Linked DNA regions of Capra hircus: region 2 is linked to region 1. The links are chromatin contacts, called in public Hi-C maps. All regions are on one chromosome and are shown on one strand. Each heading gives the region's core, a stretch centred on a gene start, on an enhancer-like site or on the middle of the called end of the contact. The rest is flanking DNA. Distances are from core to core; before and after follow the strand shown.

What was found. Hi-C and Micro-C count contacts between places; a contact is called where the count stands out from the background.
Region 2: a contact with region 1 is called in a Hi-C map of blood, with 4 times the contacts expected there. The contact joins two enhancer-like sites. A contact is called at or near these places in 4 of 5 Hi-C or Micro-C datasets (blood and liver).

What each region holds. Positions count from the first base shown.
Region 1 is chr11:98,164,591-98,168,992 of ARS1.2, forward strand. It overlaps FAM102A (protein FAM102A), which reads right to left. Exons shown (of 11, transcript XM_018055840.1): 2 at 4,204-4,324; 3 at 3,982-4,011; 4 at 1,447-1,563. Among named protein-coding and RNA genes, the nearest start is that of DPM2, 13 kb to the left of the region's middle. Within about 2 kb of position 1,786, at least 2 of the 5 cell types and tissues checked have an H3K27ac peak or open chromatin away from gene starts, as enhancers often do.
Region 2 is chr11:98,227,031-98,231,432 of ARS1.2, forward strand. No RefSeq gene overlaps it. Among named protein-coding and RNA genes, the nearest start is that of NAIF1, 28 kb to the right of the region's middle. Within about 2 kb of position 2,676, at least 1 of the 5 cell types and tissues checked has an H3K27ac peak or open chromatin away from gene starts, as enhancers often do.

The DNA.
Region 1 (4,402 bases), core at 536-3,035:
ATGGAATGAGTGAGGAGTGAGTCGGCTACTGTCATTTCAGAACGGTGACTAGACTGTGGGACCCTCAACGGTGAGGCCACAGACATTCTCTATCCTCACAGCCCCCAGAGCGGGCAAGGCAGGTGGGAGGGGGGCTCTTAAAGCCTACCTGGTGGGGAGGGGCCCACCCAGCCTGACACAGCATAGGAGTTCACAGAGTCCAACACAGATGGCAGGGGTGTGTGAAAGTTTGTTGAATAAAGCAAAGCAAGAAGTCATTAGAAACGTTTAACATCCACTTGGGCAAAGAGTTCGGCAATGGTTCAAACAAGGCAAGATTTGGGCCCCTGAATTGGGGCTAGAATGAAGTGACAGGTGATCGGCTGAGAAAGAATCCCCGGGACACCTCCGACAAAAACGGTGCCCGCTGGGCTGAGGCTGAGATTTTTAATGGGTTATTTCATTTGGCTGTGATAGCAACCTGCCATGCACGTGGTGGCCTCAGGCTATAGACACAGGAACTGAGACTCAGACTCAGGGGAAATAAATGACTATCCAAGGTCCGGCAGACAGGACATGGGGGAGCTGGCCTTGGACCCGAGGCCCCCTTAATCTGGTCTGAGGATGCACTGAGGCCCTGGCTCTCACAAGGGCTAGCCTGGACCTTTCCAGTGGCCTTTGGCTTCTTCTGCAAAAGGTCCAGGAGGCCCTAGCGCCCTTGCCTACCACCTCCTACTCAGCTCTGCCAGACACAGCACTCTCCCACTGGGTCAGCTCACTGGGCTGTGGTTAACACAAGACTGTTTTCTCAGCCAGGTGGAAGGGTGTGGAGATGAGGAAGAAAGGTGAGCTGGCAGCGGATGCCCCAATCTCTCTGTCCATAGGGGTTCAGGAGGCAGCTGCCCAGGGGGAGGGTGCTGCCCCGGTCCCGGAAACCTTCACGTGGCTGGGCCCTTGGGATGGCTGCCCGGGTCTGCTGGGTGCAGGGACGGCAGGTCTGTCCACACCCCGGTGCCCTGGAGCTCAGGTGGCCTTGCGTCATGTGCGGCTATGGTTAGGAGCTGGGCTGCAGGGTCAGGTGCCAGCTTTGCTGTGCCTTTGGGTGGATGACCACCCAAAGGTGGAGCCCCTCCTGTGCAAAACTGGGGCCAGGAAGAGACACCATTCCCTGCCAGACTGTGGTTGGGCACCACGAGATAAGGGCTGCTGGTCTCACCACAAGAGACTGTTGGGGTCCACTCCCTGAGCCCCGATTATGGAGGGCAAAACTGAGGCCAGTGGCTAAGTCAGGCCTCCAAGGGGAGTTTCCTGACCCCAGGGCCCACGTCTTCCCAGCGTCTCTCGCTGTCCGTCTGGGGTGAGAACCTGTGTTCTTTGCAACTCCCCACGGGACTCTGACAGGGAGGCGGCCAGCCCTTGCCCCTGCCCCTGGTGGGAGGGGCAGATGAGGCCCGGAGCCCCTGGTACCTTGAGGATGGAGTTGTCCTGTCGAGTGTTCTTCGTGTCGTAGCCCTCCAGCAGGCAGCAGCGCACCGTGGAGCCCGAGCCCGCAAACTCTGCCAGGTTCAAGTCGGCGAAGCCCAGCTGAGCGGGGGACAGCGGAGAGGGCGGGAGGCTGAGGGGAGTGTGGGCGCAGCGCTGGTGGCCCAAGGGTGAGCTGGGCCGGGGGCAGGGGGGCCGGAGCCTGGGCCCGCCCCGCAGCCCCGACGGACTGTTGCATAACCGGCACCCAAGGACACGGGCCCCGGCTGGTGGCTCCGCGTGGCAAAGCCAGGAGCTCACATCCCCGGGCTGCACAAAGCACCCTTTGTGCCGCATCCTGGCGTGCACCAGGGCAGCGCCCGAGATGAAAGGACATTGTTGTCTGCGACACAGACGCACTGTTCCCGGGGAAACAAGGCCGTGCTGTGGGAGCCGTCGAGCCAGCGGGCAGGAGGGGAGGCCAGGCCCGTGGGAACTTGGCGCTGGGGTGGGTGGATGGATGGGTGGGGGGCATTCTGCTGGGCGGGCGGGAGACCCTGGTGGGGGTGGGAGCCAGGGGCTGGTGGGAACCCCGAGCTGTCACGGGATGCAGAGGGGAGCCCAGGGTGGGGAGGGAAGTGAGAAAGTGGAAGAACAGGGTGGATGAGCTGAGAAGGCCTCCTGGGCGGAAGCCACATCTGCCAGATCTGGAGGTTGGGGTGTGGGGGGTGGGTGCTGGGCTTAGGGACCTGGAGGACAAATCAAGCTAAGCAGGGACATTCATTTGAGCACCTGCTGCACACAAGTCTCCACTGTAGAGTGCAGAGCACATGCTTCAGACCCAGAAACTAAGGCTCAGAGCAGGCAAGTGACCTGCTCAGGGGCTCACACACCTTATCCAGCAGAGCCAGGACTGAAACGAGGCCTGATCAGTGTCAGATCTCACCACCTTTCTGGGCCTCAGTTTCTTCCTCTGATTTAACGGGACCTGAGCCTGTGGTGGGACTTCCCAGGTGGTCCAGTGGTAAAGAACCTGCCTTTCAATGCAGGAGACCTAAGAGACACAAGTTCAGTCCCTGGGTGGGGAGAATCCCCTGGAGGAGGGCATGGCAATCCACTCCAGTATTCTTGCCTGGAGAAACCCATGGCCAGAGGACCCTGGTGGGCTACAGTCCGTGGGGCTGCAAAGAGTCGGACACGACTGAAATGACTTAGCATGCACACACGAGCCTGTGACGGAAGGGAAAGGCCTGGGAGGCCTGACAGGTGACACAGCAGGTTTGTGGGGGTGAGGGGGGAAGGTGGGTGCTCCCGCTGTTAGCTGGCCTTTTCTTCCCTGGCTGTCCTTCACCCATGTGCGTCACCAGGAGGAGAAATCTCCACTCTAAGAGCACCTTCCGCAGCCCGGTTCTAGCCACCCTGCCCTCTGCTACTGGGCAGGGTGTTGGCACCTGGAACAGGGCGCAGGGCACAGCCGTGTCCACTGAACTTCCTGAGCTCTGGTCGGTGGGAAGGGACTCACTCCGCTTATTGCCTGCCTCAGGCTCTCCACACAGGGTGAGGCGAGACAAAGGCATGTCCCCTCTGGACTGACTGAGCCCACCTCCCTGCTACTGGGTACCTCCCTGGGCCCCAGAGGGTGGGCGAGAGGCCCCACAAGAAGAGGGGCTCATGGCAGAGCAGGCTGACTCAAAGCCAGAGGTAACCCTTTCAGACCCGTCTTCCCCCACTTTCCCCAGTGGAAAAGGCTTTAAACGGGAAGGCCTGACGTATCTGTGGGCGAGGGGAACCCTGCCCACCACACAGATGTGCAGCCGCGGGGGTGAATGAGCCCCCCTCACCCAGCCAGACGAGGGACCCTCCACTGTTAGAAAGCAAAAGGAAACCTGTGATGACACAAAAACATGCCCGCGCTGTACTAGGTAGCTAAAAAAAAGGTTTCAGAATCTGTAGGACGAGTCCCTCTTGTGAATTTAAAAATCCTATCACCTGCGTGTGCTTAGGTACACCCATGGGGGCTCCTCGTATGATCCTCTAAACCACATGCACGTGTTTTATTCACTGCTCTGTATGAGACAGTTCCTGCATTTTTCTTCTGTTGCTTGTTTTTTACAGTATTTATTGATTGATTTGGCTTTACTGGGCCTTAGCTGAGGCATGCGGGATCTAGTTCCCTGACCAGGGATCGAACCTGGGCCCCTTGCACTGGGAGTGTGGAATCTTAGCCACTGGACCACCAGGGAAGTCCCCCGCTTCAGGCATTTTTGTTTCCTTAAGAGGTCTGGAAGGCTGTGAGGAGGAGGCCGAGGGAAGCACGTGGTGGGAAGCCCTCTACCATCTGCGCTGCAATGAGCGTCCGCTGCCTTTACGTTAAACGCAGAGGCTGTCAATAAAGATATCTCCAAAAACTAATACATCTCATAGAGGGCAGGGCGTCTTCTGTTTGGGGCAAGAGAGGTGGCTGGAGGTGGTTCTTAGAGCTTCTCTCATGCCTGTCCCATCCTGTCCCACCCCACTGCCCCTTCACCTGGCCCTGCTTACCTTAGAATAAGCCTTCCCACCTTTCAGCTCCTGCAAGGGAAACAGACACGGAGATTAGGATGGCTAGGGAATCCCAGCGACCTCACGGGTCTTCCCAATCTTCTCTGCCCCCCTCCCCACCTGACCCCCAGGGGAGGAGGACAGGAAATGAGGTAGCCTGACTCAGGGGATGGGCCCAGAGGCACCAGCCCGGTGGTCCTGGCAGCCCCCGACCGGCCTCACCTTGCGCACAGACACACGGAAGATGCAGGGGTCGAGCAGGCCGGTGGCCGGGTTGGCGCTCATCTTACACACGAAGGTGAACCTCTTCCGCCACCGCACGCAGTTCTCCTGCACCTCCTCCCTGCGGGCACAAGGGGTGGGGGCCCACGTTCAGGGAGGCGAGGGCCCTGCCCCCTGTGGGGATGGGCGGGGAGCTCTC
Region 2 (4,402 bases), core at 1,426-3,925, 63 kb after region 1:
CAGGCTGCACAGTCCACGGGGTCACAAAGAGTCAGATACTACTATAAGCTTCCCTGGTGGCTCAGTAGCAAATAATCCACCTGGAAATAGGAGACTCAGGTTGGATCCCTGGGTCCAGAAGATCCCCTGGAGAAGGAAATAGCAACCCCCTCCATTATTCTTGCTTGGAGAATCCCATGGACAGAGCAGCCTGGCGGGCTGCAGGCTACGGGGTCGTAAAAGAGTTGGACATGACTTCACAACTAAACAACAGCAGCATTTCATAACAAGTGTACATGAAAACGGATTTAATAGTACCAGTTATTTACTGCTGTATAACAGTAACTGCTGCTGTAAAACAAGCTCCCCCCAAACTCAGCAGCTTAGATAAATAAACATTTAGCGACTTCCTTGGCAGTCCAGGGGTTAAGAATCTGCACTTTGACTGCAGGAGGTGCGAGTTCCATCCCTGGTCAGGGGAACTAGGATCTTATATGCATAGCGTGCTGCCAAAGAAAAGACAAACACTGACTATCTTAGAGGTCCTGGGGGTCAGGAATCCGGGAGTGGCTCAGCTGGATTGTTCTGGCTCTGGGTCTCTCAGCAGTCAGGCTGCAGTGGCTGGAGAATCGGCTTCCAGGTTCACCTCTGTGATTGCTGCTGGCGTCTGTTCCTTGCTGGCTTTGACCGGACATTTCAGTTCCTTGGCCTCCCCATAGGCCGTCTGAGTGTCCCCAGGATGTGACAGTTCCTTGTTCTGGAGACAGCCCCGGGTGGAGGCCACAGTCTTTCACAACCTCACCTCAGAAGTGGTTATATGGGGACTTCACTGGTGGTCTAGCGGTTTAGACTTTGCTTCCCAATGGAAGGGGTGAGAGTCTGATCCCTGATCAGGGAACTGAGACCCCACAGGCCTCACGACCAAAAAAACAAACAAAAAAAACCCATAAAACAGAAGCAATATTGTAACAAATTCAATAAATGCTTTACAATGGTACACACACACCAAAAAAAAAAAAACCTTCAAAAAAATAAAGAAGTGGTTATCATACTGCAAGGGTGGGCCACTCTGTCACTGTCACGCAGAGCATCTCTCGTACATGTGGGAGGGGCTTCCCAAGGAGGAATCCCAGGGATCCAGGCACTCTGGGGCTACGTGGAAGATGGATTGTGGAGATTTGCCCTTCTCTTCATCCCAAATCCTGCTGCCGTGAGCCTCCTTGCTTGTTTCCCTCCATCAGAGAAGATCCCCTGGGCAATTTACGTGCATCAACTCACGTGGTTCTCCCCACGCTGCAGTGAGGCAGACATAGTCCTTGTGCCCGCTTCACAGATAAAGGATTCGATGATCCTCGCGGTCCCTTGGTTCAGTCCTGTGAGGATTCCCAGCACCCTAGGGAACAGAGGAGTCTTGGGATAAGGTTCCTGGTGGGCTTTTTTTTGTTGTTTGTGCTGGATCATAGTTGTGACATTAGGGATGTTTGATCTTTGTTGTCGCATACAAACTCTTAGTTGCGACATATAGGATTTAGTTCCCTGACTGGGGATCAAATCCAGGACACCTGCATTGGGAGCAAAGAGTCTTAGCCATTGGACTACCAGGGAAGTCCCTAGATGGGCTCTTCTGATGGGAAAAGAGCGTCAAGGGAGCGGAGCAGTGAAGATGACCGAGAACCACAGTAACATCAGTCTCATCCCTTGACCTGCTGTAGGTAAGTGACAGGTGGGGCAAGGCTGTGACTTCATCATACAGATGAGGAAACAGAGGCTCAGAGAGGCAGAGACTTGCCTCCGGCTGCACAGCTGGTCAGTACAGGCCCAAGGGTCACACCCGTGTCCCCTGACTCCTCGACCCTCCTCCCAGATCCCCAACCAGGTGGAGTGCACCGCACAGAACATGCATTAACTCCTGCAGTCTCCAAAGGAGACCCACGAGGTCAGTTTTACCCTCCCTCCCATTTGGCAGAAGAGGAGAACGTGGCTCTGAGACAGAAGGTGTGAAAATGCTGCAAAGGCCACAGGCAGGCCATAGTCACGTGCAGACTGGGGGCTGCTGGGAGCTCTGCAGAGGACCAGAGGAGAGAGGAAGGAAAGAGGAGGCAGGGCTTCACCTGAGCGATTAGCTCCCGAGTTACTGCTATTGACAATTCATATCTTTGAGGTGGAACTGGAAACGGGATGTAGGTTTCCCTTTAGGGGGCAGGTGCCCCAAATGGCCACGTACCATCAGATACACAGAAACACCATTCGCAAGCAGTGCTGCTGAGGGTTACAGTGCAGGCTCTAGAGGCAGACGGGCTCCTTGCTGGCTGTGTGACTGCAGACGCCTGGCTTGACCTCTCCGGGCCTTTGCTCGGAGGACCAGCGAGACACTCAGTAAATAGTGACAAGGGCTCTTTTCAGTGCTGGGAGGTGGGAGCAATTTTTTGCCAAAAGAGGAAGCAAAGCTGAAGGACTGCTTGGCCGTGGTTATCCCCCTCCCCATTGTGCTAACCACTAGCAGCTCAGTGCCCCAGGGACCTTGAACAAGCCCATGTGTGCGTGCTAAGTCGCTTCAGTCGCGTCCGACACTTTGCGACCCATGGACTGTAAAGCACCGGGCTCCTCTGTCCATGGACACCTTTGCCCAAAAACAGTGAGCTCGCTGCACAAGGACAGCTTCCAGACAAGCCCCTGGGCCCCGCCACACCACACTCCTCCGGCGGGGTTGCCCAGTCCTGAGGTCGCCCTGCTGCTGACCCAGAACTCCCTGCTGTGTTCCTGTGACACCCTGCCTTCCCAGAGTCCACCTCCTAGGGCCCCACCTGGGCCCCAGAAATGTTGCCTGCACTTGGGAGCTGCAATCCAAGCTCTCAGTGGTGTCCTGAGTTTCGGGGTAACAGTAAGGGAGAGACAAGTTTCTGGAAAAGGACACTGGACCGGCAGCTAAAGGCCCAGGTCTACGCCCAACTTGACCTTTGTCAGGCTGTGTGATTTTGAGCAGTCTCTGTTTCTCTCTGGGCCTTACAACTGAAGGGACTACTAGATGGCCCCTCTCTCTTTCAAACTAATCAAAACGGAGGTAATACTCGGGAGTCAGTCACGCCCTAGTTTTTTTTTTTTTTAATTGATGTATAGTTGATTTACAACATTGTGTTAGTTTCAGATGTAAAGTGATTCAGTTTTATAATATACATGTATATATACTTTTTCAGATTCTTTTCCATTATAGGTCATTATAAGATATTGAATATAATTCCCTGTGCTATACAATAGGTCCTCGCTGTTTGTCTATTTTAGTGTGTATGTATTAATCCCAAACTCCTAATTTATCCCCCTCCACACCTTTCCCCTTTGGTAAATTTGTTTTCTATGTCTGTGAGTCTCTTTCTGTTTTGGAAATAAGTTCATTTGTATCTCTTTATTTTTTTTTTCAGATTCCACATATAAGCGATATCATATTTATCTTTCTCTGGCTGGCTGGCTTACTTCACTCAGCATGATCGTCGCCAGGCATTGATTCACATTTTAACATCTTTAAAATCAAGATGCATCTTTTTACAGTCAGCCGTGCACCTGACACGTATAATTGGCAGTGCTTATTTCTCCATGGTGCATAAGTAATGGTGCGTGTTATAGTTGGTGATGTCTTAGATTCACTGAAGTGTGGCATTATTTTGACAAAATAACAATTATTTTAAATTTAAAAAGAGCTAATTGGAACAGCTGCTGTTTATTGCACTTCTACTGTAGATCATGTGCTTACTTAATATTACAATTCTGGAGTATTATCAAATTCGTTAGATGAAGAATTCAGGGCTCAGAGAGGCTAAGCGACTTCCTTAATGTCACCCAGCCAGGAAGCGATCGATACAAGATATATATATATATATATTGTTGTTCAACCACTAAGTCGTGTTCGACTCGTTGCAATCCCATGGACAGCAGCACGCCAGATTTCTCTCCCCTTCACTATTTCCTGGAGCTTGCTCAAACTCATGTCCATTAAGTCGGTGGTGCCATCCAACCATCTCATCCTCTGTCGTCCCCTTCTCCTCCTGTCCTCAGTCTTTCCCGGTATCATATGAATCATTGTGCTGTACACCTGAAACGAACATAATATTGAAAATCAGCTATACTTCAGTTTTTAAGCATGTGAATAAATGGGCGTCTTAGAATTGATGCAATACAGCCCAGGTATGGGAAACAAAACCAACTTAACGTGAAAAGGAAGATAACAACACGCATTGGTTTCCTGTCTGTCCCTCCCCGTCTCCCCACGCCACCCCCCCTCCCCCAGAAGCAACCACTTTTGAGTCTTCGGGTTTATTTTTTTCCTAGCACTTACGCATTTCATGCTTCTAAGCAATCAGCACATACTGCTGTCTTTTGATACATACCTTAGCCAATTTTCCCTCCCTGCTCTGTTTACCTGCCTTCCATA